Regions from separate parts of the Rattus norvegicus genome. Here region 2 is linked to region 1. Evidence: chromatin contacts called from public Hi-C data. All regions are on one chromosome and are shown on one strand. The core of a region is the stretch at or near the end of the contact, and the rest is flanking DNA. Distances in the headings are between cores, read along the strand shown. Region 1 holds the start of Mkx (mohawk homeobox). Region 2 overlaps Mpp7 (MAGUK p55 scaffold protein 7).

Region 1 (6,390 bases), core at 2,670-5,169:
GTAAAAGACAAAATTAAGTATGGTGAAAAGAAAATCTGACATATAGAACACATGGGTCATGTTTAAACTTTCTGGAGATAACAGGGTAAGGATGGAGCAGAGAGCCAACAAGATATTTATTCTATGTAAACGGCCCCCATCCATCTGTCCACCGACATATGCTCTCTAAATCAGTCATCTAAAAGCACGTGCAAATGTAATTTGCTTTAAAAAGTCAAAGAGCTCGTCCAGCCACAGTGCTGCAAGTCTGTAACTTCAGCACTAAAGATGCCAAAGAAGAAGGAGTCACATGAGTTCAAAGCCAGCCTGGGTCACAAATAGTAAAAAACAAAACAAAACAAAAAAAAAAACCAACTTCTGTTAACAATAATAATAGACTAAGAAAGTTAAAAAAAAAAGAAAATCACAAACAATCAGACACTTTTCTCTCTGTACAGGCAGACTACAAACACTGAACTACAAATGTTCACATATTGCACAAGGAAAGGAGGCCTCAGGAATGTTTGTGTCTCATCAATAGGATGAGGTAGGGGAGGAAGGAGACACTAAAAGAAAAATCGGGAATCTTTATCAGTTTTTAACAAGCAATATGTCTCCCTCAACCTAGCAATTCTGTAACTGTTTCTAGAAAAGGGTTTAAGCATGAATAGGAAGAAACATATACACGGATGAATAGTAATTACTAATAATGGAACTGGAGTAAATCGCTCAAGTGGCCGTGACTCAATAGAGTAAGGAGCATTACGCAGCAATATAAAAGAGAAGTTAGAGCCTCACACAGTGTGCAGAAAAGCTCTCCGTGATGTCACTTAGTGAAAAGGCTAGTATTTCGGTTTAGTGACAAGCAATTAAGCTATTTTAACATTGGTGTGAGAGTATATGTTCTTGTATACAATGTGGTACCGTTTATTAGCAAACTGAAAGAAAAGCTGTAATGCATTTCTAATCACGTATGTGAAGGCTCTGAGAGAGGTCAAAGGGATGCACACAGAGGGCACTAGCCACATTTTGGTGTGTCCTTTGCAGAATGCAATTTGCCCAGGTGGACCCAGGGTGTGTGCTATTCTTTCCTTGAGAGTTAACTTATGGGGAGGGCTTCTACTCTTCCAAAGGTTGTTATTTATGCAATTAAACTGGAAACAATCTAGAAGGCTTGTGAGATGCCTTTCAGAACCTACTCAGATTTCGGCCTTTCCTAATTGTACTGCTGTCCTAAAACACCAACTTTGGGGCTCCGCAGTCAATTTGGCTAACTGTAAAGTGAGCCTGGTCATTGTTCATACACTTGCTACCTCAGAACATCTGAGCAGAAATGAAGCCTTTTATACCATTTGTTCATTCTCTGTCCATGAGTATTTACTGAGACCATGAGTTTTAAAACACTTTTTACCTCCTGCAAGCACTTTGATAAATAATAATTCTGAAATGTCAAGGTACCTTGGTAAAATATATCCAAACGCCAAAAGCAACTCCCTCTACACTATAAGGGGGGAAATAACATATATCTGTAATTATATATAAATTAAATAAAATAGATGAAAGATTTTTGCCAAATGTTCTGATGTGTCCCTAGCTTCAGAAATAGCAATGTGTTACTTTCAGGTTTTTCAAAATACCTTAAAAATAGAGTAAGGCAAATTTGTGGAAAACTTACTGTTTTTATTTTACACCTTAGTAAATTCAGATTAAAAACCAACCTCAAATGAACCAGAATTAAGTTTAGGGTTGGGGCTTCCTTTCTCTGAGCAGGGGTTTCCTGTTTTGTCTCTCCTCGAGCAAAGGGTACCTTCCACACAGTCCACAGGAGTCTCCCCACTGCTGCTTCAAAGGGCAACCTTCACATCTGAGGCTGACAATCCACCGCTTCAGAGATTGGGAAAGTCTAAGTAAAAATCCATTTAGGCAAAGGCGAAATTTAATGCGACAATAAAGGTGTCTGAGCTGTTCTGAAAGCAGATGCTTCCCATCATGCACAGGCTGCAACCTGGACTGGGAACTGTTCGGAAGACACTTTCATTTTTAACACGGGCCCTCTACTGCCCCTCCACTGCAAAATAGACCCAAACCATTAAGCCCCCCAAGTCCAAATGGAGAAGTGATATATTAATTTTCAGTGACCTCATGTGACTAAGGTGCTGTAGCAAATGTATATTTGTTTAATTCTGATCTCTTATGTGCGGGGGGGTTAGGGGAGGAAACTGTGAAACTAAAGTGCCAATGTATCGCGAAGTCCCCGGGATTTTTTTTTTAAACGCTTTTAAGTACATTGAAACACTAAAGATCACAAAATTCCTTTTTTCCGTACTACAATAGCATTGCTGTAGCACACAGCTCCGTAATCCAGTAGAATATTATAAAATCAGAATCACATTTGCGATTCCCAGGAAGGGCAGCTGCAGAGAAGTAGGTCAGAAGGGAAGGTTGCACCCCAATGCCTCCCGAGCATCTTTACAGAGACCGCGGAAGAGAATGTACTTTCTTCCTACGGATTGTCAGCTGTACTTGCCTCTGTTGGGAAGCTTCCCCTCTGAAAATCCGTGGTTGGAAATGGTCAGATTTGTCCCTGGGGTTTAAGCCGCTGAGGTAGTGTCTGCGAATCACAAGCGCAGCGCAAAAGGCAGCAATGCAGCATGGCCAAGGAACATCATATAACAGAAACCCGGGAACAGCACAAAAGGCGATCGATTAAACCCTAGTGCACAACTGCCTGGAGTGGGGGAAAAAAAGCCAGTCTCTTCCTGATTTAAATCGTGCCTTGCTGAGTTCCTTGCCACTAATTGAGGAGATAGCAACTTTGAAGAATCGAGGGTGAGATTAGTTCTGGAAATATCAGCTTTATTATATATTTATTATATATTTCAGTCACTTTTAGACCATATAAAAGGCAGATTCTTAGACGGGGCTCTGCATCAGCCCTGTGTGGCTATCATTAAGGGAGAAAAGTCCAAAGGATGCTAATTCTTTCAGGCATTTTTTCTTTTTAAAATCTTCTTTAGCTCTTAAAAGACATAGCGGTACCAAGAATAGCAGGGCCCAGCCACTAGAGCGCAGGCGACTTCGTGTTCCATCTCCGTGACCCTCTGAGCTGTCACAATTTCTTGAAGCTTCTCCCATCCAACCGCGCAGTCTTTGCTAGACTACAAATCACACCTTAGAGAATGTTGCAGCCATTCTTTCGCCTTGCTCCATATGAATTTAGGTTCTAAGCCTGGGGTGCTTGTAGATCCAAGTCTCCTCGCACTCGGTCTGCTGCACACCTGGCTATGGCAGCACAGGCACCTGAGCTCTCCTTTCCCCACCCCTGTCTTCCCGCTCTGCCTTCCCGCATTTCTACCTCTGCAGTGCTCTTCCCGCGAAGCGGACGCTTGCCTGGCCTTGCCCTCCACAGCCGGGACTTCGCCGGCCAGCCTAGCGACACCAAAAGGGGTTCCCAGGTGCAAGAAGCTTTAACCTCCTGGTAATCAGGAGGGAAACGCCTGGGGCGTCTTCACCGCCTTCACGCTCCCGGCCTAGCTTGGTGACATTTCCGGCACCAGGAGCAGTTAAGACACAGGATTTGCACCGCAACCTCTGTACTGGTGACGCGAGCCCCGGGCTCCGGACAGCTTCTCCTATTGCTTCTCTGAGCGCAAGAGGAAAGAAAGAACCGGTCTTGCTGGGCGCTGCTAGGCGAAAGCATCCGGGAGCGTTGCCCCGCTGGGAGGATGCGACCGCCCGGGACTCCCGGCGTGGCCGGAGGCAGCGTCTACGCGAGGAGTTAACAGCAGCTCCCGCTGCCCGGCGGACGCGATCGCTTCCTCTCTCGCCGCCCGGGAACATGGATACCGCGCCCGCGGGATGTTCGCGGGCTGGGCCGGGCAGTCGGGAAACATGAGAAGGCTTCGGTATTCCGGTTCCCGGGCCGCGCGCGCCTGTCTGGGTAAATAAAGCCGAGACGACGCCGGTGGCCGCGGTGAGCGCGTTGGAGCCTGCGCCGAGAACATGCGGCGGGGATGGGAGTGTGCCTAGTCCTGAGACCGGACAACCAGCCACTGGCTGAGGTCTTCGCGGCCATAGGTACGGCCCCGAGTCCCCTCCCAGGAGCGCTGAACCCTAGGCTCACCCAGACTGGGGGCGCCGCTGCTCCCCTGCTCTCTGCACACCCGGGCTCTGCCCTCCCCTCCCCCACCTCCCTCTGAGGTCTTGTGGGGGACCCGCCCCGTGTGTCGGTCAAAGCTTCATGGTGGGTATGGGAAGTAGCTAGCAACCCACCTGGCCGCCCTCGCTTTGCTTTCGAATTATCCGCGGGGCAGTTCTGCAGGGATCGCGCTGGTCAGCACTGCTAAGAGCGTATCTGGGTAAGTGTAGGGCGCCGGGGCTGATAGGGAGTATTTGGGGACCTCTTACGGACACCCATGAAGAATTAGGAACCGCAGGTCTCAACTGCCTCGTGCCTCACACCGGTTCAGGGCTCTTCTGCCACAGCGCCTGCAGTCGCAGAGCTGGAGCATGGCGGTGTTTGCAGACTGTGGGAAAGGTCCTAGGTGGCAAAGCTCACCAAGGCTTTGCTTAGAAAGCGCGCTGTTGCATTTAGGACTGGACTGGTGGAAAGGGGTGGAATGGTATGGGGTTGGGGGAGGACGCTTACACCCACAAGGAGGCGTGAGTGCCAATCACTGGGATGGGGGCGCCAGGCTCCCAAACTTGCTTTGACACTTATCGACGAGGCTGGGTGCGCACTACAGGCCTGTACCTGCCTGCGCAGGATTCAGCCCTAGGGCACGACGCAGTGGCCACCGGAGGTCTGACTTCACTTTCTACACCAACACTGACCGTGGCTGTCGCCTAGTTGCTGTGGCTTGTCCTAAATGTCGCGTGTGGCAGCCACTGTGGTGACAAGAGGAAGGGGAGGGCGGCGTTGGCGAGTGTAGGCGCCGAGTACCGGAGAAGCTGTGTGTGTGTGTGTGTGTGTGTGTGTGTGTGTGTGTGTGTGTTTTGAAGGGGTGCTGGCAGCGCTGTGTGAGCAGCTCTGAGTAGACCGAGCTACCTGGAGTTGCGCTCAGTGTGTGTGTGTGTGTGTGTGTGTGTGTGTGTGTGTGTGCGCTCGCGCGCTGGGGGGGGGTGGGTGGAGGGAGATCCTGCCAGTGGGCATGTTCCGATTCTCGCTACAGTATTGCGGGTATTTTACAGCCCCGCGGCCTTGCTCCGGATATCCGCACCTGGCGGGCTGAGGCCCGAGGCACCCTAACTCCAGAGGTGAGCCCCGGGCTGTTCCGGAGCCCACAGTCTGAAAGATGTGCGGGTCTCTGCCAACTTGGAGGCTTCTGGCGTCCCAAATGGGCTCGAATTCCTGCGGACCTGTAATCTCCAGGGACACAGGACCTGGCACCTTCGCTGGGGGTGGGGGTATCTGTGACATCTTTGTCCTGAGACCATTTAATTTTCAGGTTTGGGGCTCTGTTCACAACTTCCCATTGCCCTTATCCCACCGGGAGAGTTTAACCGAAAGACGCAGGGTTCTTCGCCATACAGCCCAGCATCTAGAAAACATGAAAATCCTGACACCAAGATCTCGGGCGCGTTGACGCATCCTTGTGGATGCAATTATCTATTCATGTTACTTTAAAATCCTCTATTCCTTCCAACCTCCGGATACCCCAGAAGAGGCTTTAATCTGTGTGGTGCTTAGTGAACATTTCCCTTACTTGTTTATTCTGCTCCGCTGTCCTGATTGTGTTTCTCTTAGAGACTGAAAGTTCCTTGGACATTGCTTTTCCTCAGTAGGTAAATTATTTGTTTGAAGTTCCTAGAGGTGTGGGAGCTTGATTAACCAGAGAAGGGTAGGGGACTGTCCCAGGAGTGCTGTATGATTATGTATGGAAGAAGGGTGTTCCCTGGTCACTAGCCGCAATACAGCCCCTCCCCTCAGCTCAGCGGCCCAGCAGCCCCACCAAGTTCAGGGCTCCTGACTTGCGGGAACCTGGGCACGGTCGGAAGTAACGTGCTGCGTCTTCGTCTTCTAGAACCCGAGCCCTGCTGCGGAGCTCCTGGTGGCCGGACTCTGAGGCGCTGCGGCAAGGCCGCCGCGCGTCCCTGTCAGCCCTTACCATGAATACCATCGTCTTTAACAAGCTTGGGGGAGCTGTGATTTTTGACGACCGAGGCACCCCAGATCGGGAACGTGGCAGCCGGCCATACGGCGGCGTCCTGGACAATCCACATACAGGCCCGGAGGTGGGCATTCCAGACGGCCCGCCCCTCAAGGACAACCTCAGCCTGAGACACCGGAGGACCGGGTATGCTCATGCTCGGTCCGATGCTGACCCACTAATTCAAAAGGGTAGGGGCGGCGAGAAGCGGGTGTGTGAAGTGTAACAAGATCAGGAGTCCGCAGCTTCCCCCAAGAGGGCA
Region 2 (6,390 bases), core at 2,731-5,230, 440 kb before region 1:
GCCCCTTAGTCATCCCACCTGGAGTGTGAGCCACCCCTCTGTCCAGTGCATCCACATTGGGTGCTACTTGCTCCTTAGTTACGTACTTGGCCTTATGTACAGGATCTTCGGTCATAAGGTCATGGCACTTGTGTTTGTAACCTTCCTTTTATTTAATAACCACCCAAGGCACAAAGAAGATGTAGGAAACCGTGCTGTGGGGTAAACACACACATTGTTTGATACTGTGATTTTACCCACGCCTCAGGGACTGACTAATTCATAAGATAAAGAAGTTTATTATCTTGTGGTTCTAAACAGCTATTTGAACACTGCTGGGGCAGTGTGGGACAGCAAGGGTGGGCCCTATTGTGTGGCCCAAGGGAAGAGAAGAGGGTAAAGAGGAGGCTGAAGTTGCTTTTTATAAAGAATTTGCACCTACAGTGTAAGAAGTCAATTTAGGTGATAATGTTAATTCCTGAAGGCACCATCTTCATGGCCCAGTCACCCCTACCTCTCAATGTGCTACTACACTGGTGAGTTCCCAACCCGGGCTTTTGGGAGGAGGAGGGGCTCAAATCATAAACACCTAATTTATACGTTATTTCTGTCTTTATTTCTTCCTTGACAGGAACTGACTCCTTTCCTCTATGTTCAGAGACCACGAGTAGGTTAAGAAAAAAAAATTAAAGATGTGCCCTCCCTCTAAACATCTAGATCTAAAAGCATTGAGTTGAACTTGAAGAACATTCTTCACTGTTGGGACTCGAATATAACCGTACATTCAGTCCCACATCAGAGCAGACTCCACTCTCTTCACGGACTGCTGATTTCTGGAACCTGTACCTCCTTCTTTGAGACTACATGCCTCCGGCCTCTTGGCTCTGTCACCATGCTTTTATTAGTGGTTGACACTCTCCCGTCTCTTCTGGCATTGGTTGTGGCTTCCAGATCAGGCAGCCGAAGGGGAAGGACTGTGGTTGTCACTGGAGAGGCAGACTGTGGTGGTAACATATCAGTAAGCATTGTGTCATGCTAGAAAAGCCAGAAAACTCAGATTTAGGAGCCTCAGCTAGCAGGAAAATTATTTTTTAATGTTCAAAGTATAAAATGACTTGTTTTTACAAAATATAGGCAATACTTGTGTGGAGTTAACACTTTCCATGTGGAAAGAAGTGTGCTGTCATATCCACTTGGAATGTCTGTTGAAGCTGTTTTGACTCTGAACCTTGGAATACAGAGGTGTTTTGTTCTAGAGGAAGATGCATTGAGGAAAGAATGCTATTTTATACCACGGACATTGGGCTTGGAGCCCCAGAATTCCATTGAAATTCTAAGACAACGATTTGACCTTAAAATTTTCGTGTTGCTATTTTTTATTTTGAGATCACTATAGATTCGCGTGTTAATGTAAGAAATGATACAGACTTGTGTGTCACCCACTTCCTTCCAGTTTAACATCTTGTACCGACCACAGCAGAATGTGGCAGCCAGGAAACTGTAATTGATACAACCTGCTATGACTTAAATGTGTCCCCCCAACGTTCGTGTGCCAGCAGCTTAGTTCTTGGGGTAACAGTATGAGGAACACGAGAGGAACACGAGGCCCTTAATAGAATTCATCCCTCAAGGATGAGCGAATGTTGCTAGTGCAGGAGTAAGCTTGTCACAATCGATGTTCTGTCACCCTCCCACCCATTGCTGTATATTACTATGGGATGACAATACAGATGCCCGCACAAGGCATCTTCCCCATGACTGACTTCCTGACAAGTACTCTTGCACTGTTTATAAACTGCCCATCAGTAGCACTCTGCTGTAGTAGCTTGAAGCAGCGTCCAGCACTCTGGGACACTTACTCACTGTTACGTGTTTGCACACATTACTGTTTGCTCTTGATCACAAATGAGATAAGGCTCAGCTAAATCACAGGAAATAAAAACTTCAAATGTAGACATGGGGATCCAATATTGATCTCTCTTGGCTTTTCAATAATACTGATCAGTTTTACCGAATTACAGTAATCAGTAGCTAGACAGGGCCGAGTTGCATATGGACTGTGTTGTAGTCTTATTGCATGCTGGGCCTCCTTGTATATTGACTGACGTAGCCTTCCCAGCAATGACGCCATGTAGTTCCCAACCAAGTTGATTTACTATCCTTAATTAAACCTGAGCTTCATTTCAGAAGTTGTTTTCTTTTACAACTTCTGAAATCAATAGAAAAAAATTGTACCCTGTTTTCTTAATTTTACATTCTAAGTCTCTGGCATTACCACTGACCCTGGGCTATTACTGAGTTTGGGGGTATATCTCTGTGGGAGCTGGGACAGGACAGAGGATACTCATCTCTGAGTATCCGTAGGTGCAGTTATGCTGAGAAATGTTCGTCTTTATTTAACTTTAAAGAAGACTTGGTTTAGGCAGAGTGCCAGGTTTTTTAAAAGAGAATTAATGGAAAATATCAAGAATACTTAGTAATTTAATTGGAGTTTTTCACAGTCTAATTTAAGGTTATTTCTATGACTTTTTTGGTGGGTGGCTAAATACAGGGGCATTTGGATCTAATCAGGTATTCACAGTTACTTACCTACCTTTAGAGCGGTGCCTCATGTGTTTGCCCACGAATTAGGACTGACATGTGTTAGAAAGATAGTCGCTATGCTAATCAAGAGTCCATAATTTACTGGTCTTTGCTTGTTAAGCATCTTATAACATTTTCACTATGATGAAAGGCAGCCCTTACATGTGTTGCCTGCCTCGGGAGGTCTCGGTGTTTTTGTAGACAGTAGACAGAAATAAAAGGAATTTTGTCCTTTTTACCTCATGTAATTCCCCTGGAAGATGCACCAAGTGCTGGGAACTGATACTGACTTCTGCCAGGTCGCCTCCCTCAGGAGTCATGAACAAGCACTGCTGGGGCAGTCTTTGGACTAGAGTCTGCGACTGAGATGGATGGTTTCTGTGGCGGCCTCCTACGGAATGCTGTGCTTCTGTCTGTCTCTAGCATTTGTCTCCCTCTAGCATCTCATTCGAGGTGTGCCACAGCAATCTGTGTCTGCTACCAGAGGAGAAGCCAATAAACTTTATACACCACAGATGTAAGCAGTGTTCTGCACAGTCCCAACAAAAAGCCATAGTCCACTGTGGTGGAGCAGCCCAGGAATCACCGTGTGAGGTCAATTCTGGCCCACCAGTCAGAGCTTCATTTGCATCGTAGACAATGCAAATGTTTTGAAGCTTTATGTTATTAGAATTTCCTTGCCAACTACAAAGCCTTTTTGTGGACCTCTTTGTTGTAACTGTGCAAAGAAGTTTTTCCTCCTTGTGACTCACTCCACTCCTTGGCTAACAAGAGCGGAATGTAGTAACAGTCAAGGAAAGGACAGCGTGACTTTCTCTCTTCTTTCTTTTTTATTTTTGAAGAACGGTATACATTATCTGTCTCAGGTTATGTAAACTTGCATAATGTTGACAAGTATGAAAGGTAAAAAAAAAACCTTCTCTTAATATATACTTCTTTGAAATTTAAAAATCAAAACACTTCCTTTGCTTTTTTGAGAGCACTGTTTGCTTGATGGCCCAGAATATAAATCCAGTAAAAATGACACGTTCCAGCCGTCACTTACGCATACACCTCCAGTGAAATTAATGGGATCATCCTAAGATTACACTTTGTGTTTTATTTTCATTTTATAGGTCTGTACGAGCTGTTGGCTGCTCTGCCTGCCCAGCTGCAGCCACATGTGGATAGCCAGGAGGACCTGACCTTCCTCTGGGACATGTTTGGTGAAAAAAGCCTGCATTCACTGGTCAAGGTAAACCACACTGATGTCAGCTTCTCTTTGCAAAAAGCAGATGGAAAAAATATTTCGAGTGCCATCTAGTAGACCAAAGATGAAATTGTTACTGTCTCAAAACAAAACAGCCTTGTTCTATTTCATGGCCGGGGTGTGGAAGTTGTTAAAGATCTTACCAAAAATACATACATGACTTCACTGAAGGGAGCGATGTGGCTGTGCGTGCTAATGCGGCAGTGCTCAGCTGCCCTTGTTTAGACAAAGGACGGAATAGTGGCAGGAAGGTTGAGACTCCGTTATGGTCGACATTCTCGAGCTGGAATTTCACTTAAATAAACAAATGTTCACAGCAGAAATGAGAAGGAATATGTGTTCTGAGGTCAGGAACGGCAGCAGGCCAGAAGCCACGTTAATTTAAAATAATTTCCTTTAACAAAGTCAACTGAAATTCTAGTAAGCTGTTTCTTTTATTGGCCTGACTCCATTGAAATGGTATTTTGTAGATAAATACAGTGGAGCTAAATAGGAACGAAAACAGTTTTGGAGACTGTTGTAAGGAAAGCATCCCACCACGAGAACCATCAGCCACTGGGAACCAGATCCCCGTCTTAGAGAAACACTGGGAGTGACCAGCACTCTTAAAATAGTAAAACGAGAAGAAGCAGCTCACTGGAATCCATGCCACTCCTGTTTCTGGAAATAGGAGCTGTGTTTTCTCTCCTCTAACTCAAGCTGAAAGGAGCGATGGGTCTTTCCTTGTGTCTGTAGGATTAGATGCCCATGGCTCCCTGAAATCTGGACCGATTTTATTCAGCTAACTTTGTTATGGTTGCCTGTTAGGATGGGAGACTTTTAACTGATACGTAATATTTGAAAACTTACTTCTGAGTTGCCACTGTTTATAGGATGGGATGGTCTGTGTGTTTCTTTTCCGGAAATTTGTCTGCTGTGAATGGCAGCAGTACTCGAGAGGCCAGAGTCAACGTGCGGTGCTCCCCTAGCAGCGCCTTTAAAGCACAGAGATGATTCGTCCATTTATCTTTTTCTTAACGGTGCAATATCCAACATGTCTTTATGCTGTAATTCATTTCAGGCAGCTTAGTTAATTTCTTGGGGCAAGTGAGACGTGGTCTTTGGATCACAACTGAGTAATTCATGCCTTGGTATGATGATGATGATGATGATGATGATGATGATGATGATGATGATGATGATGATGATGATGCTTCTGTGTCGAATGTGGGGAGGTTGAGGAGCTACAGACATATGCACACTGATTTTAGCTTTTGCCTAAAGGAATAAGGTGTATTTGAATTGGCATCATCCCTGAGTCATTAAGTAAACATTTCCCCAAATATAATGTTTGTTTATTTGTCACATAGCTGTAATTTCACTACCAAAAGTAGAAGTCAGAATGTGCATCAGCAAGTTGACAATTTTTGTAAAACTGTGATTAGCTTGGTTCTTGGATAACCATGTAAGTCGGGCAGATTTATTAAGTATTGAGGAAAAGGTTATCAGAGCACATACAAGGTCTAAGAACTCTGGAAGTGGTGGTCACAGCTGTTAAAAGGATGGAATTCATGTATAAAACAAATTCTGAGTCACAGTGGATGGTGAGCTTCAAGAATAGGGTCCTTTCCAAAGTAGCCACCAGTAGCAAGTAGGCAGGAAGCCTATAAGCGGGTGCTAGGATCTGGAGCCCTAAAACCAGTGAAGCGAATGTTTGCCAGCCTTCAGATAGCACAGTCGGCATGTATGCTGCCCCAAAGGTTTTCAGGCATTGCTATAGCTGGAATTTTTCAAGACCGCCTTTTTTTTTTTTTTTTTTGTATTGCTAACGTGTTTGTGATTCCACCATATGCGCCTCTGCCTCCAACTCTGATCAGATGCAGACCTCCAGTGTGTCCTCTGACTGACCCATTCTATTAGTTTTAAATATGTAAAGTCTAAAACGCCTCCAGGAGGAAAGCTCCTGGGATCTTAGCTTAAAACAGCTGGAACAAACCATGTAACTGTGTTCCAAACGCCTCTATTTAAGGCTGGGGGACAGAAGCCTTTAGCTTTTGTACATAAATCTTGCTCGAGCCAAAGGAATTTGTTTGAAAAGATTTGTTATAGAGTGAACCAAAATGTGCTTTGGTTTTATGCTCTTGCCTGAAGTGAAAGCCGTTAGTGTGTGATTTAGAACTGGAAAATGCAGTGTTTGATTTTTATCCCAGCACAGAATTTTCATGGTCCTTGTGGGGTGTGTGTGTGTGTGTGTGTGTGTGTGTGTGTGTGTGTGTGTGTGTGTGTGTTATATTGTTGCACAGTTTTAAAGGTTTAAAATACTTGTAACCTTCGGGTCTAATGTAAAATATATTCAAGAAGAACCTTTGCACATTACAGTCTAAGCACCAGGTACAGCGTGCTATCTTAGGATATTGAGATTGTTAATGGGAAGAAAGATTGATCCTAGCAGACTTGTCTAACTTTTGGACAATGCCACCCAATATTGCCATCTATAACGTTGATGCCCAAGGGCAGCACATTCGAGATACCAAAAACAAGAAAGGATCACCAAAAAATCTCACCATTTTAAATAAGTTCATGACTTTGTACTGGAACAC

Evidence for each region. Hi-C and Micro-C count contacts between places; a contact is called where the count stands out from the background.
Region 2: a contact with region 1 is called in a Hi-C map of psoas muscle, with 2.2 times the contacts expected there. The contact joins the enhancer-like site here to the promoter of Mkx in region 1. A contact is called at or near these places in 3 of 12 Hi-C or Micro-C datasets (the Rat2 cell line, hepatocytes and psoas muscle).

What each region holds. Positions count from the first base shown.
Region 1 is chr17:59,848,689-59,855,078 of GRCr8, reverse strand. Mkx (mohawk homeobox) reads left to right here and starts at 3,919. Exons shown (of 7, transcript XM_017600733.3): 1 at 3,919-4,056; 2 at 6,003-6,275. The coding sequence starts at 6,088.
Region 2 is chr17:60,285,416-60,291,805 of GRCr8, reverse strand. It overlaps Mpp7 (MAGUK p55 scaffold protein 7), which reads left to right. Exons shown (of 16, transcript NM_001100575.1): 2 at 3,678-3,796. Among named protein-coding and RNA genes, the nearest start is that of Mpp7, 44 kb to the left of the region's middle. Within about 2 kb of position 3,980, at least 9 of the 93 cell types and tissues checked have an H3K27ac peak or open chromatin away from gene starts, as enhancers often do.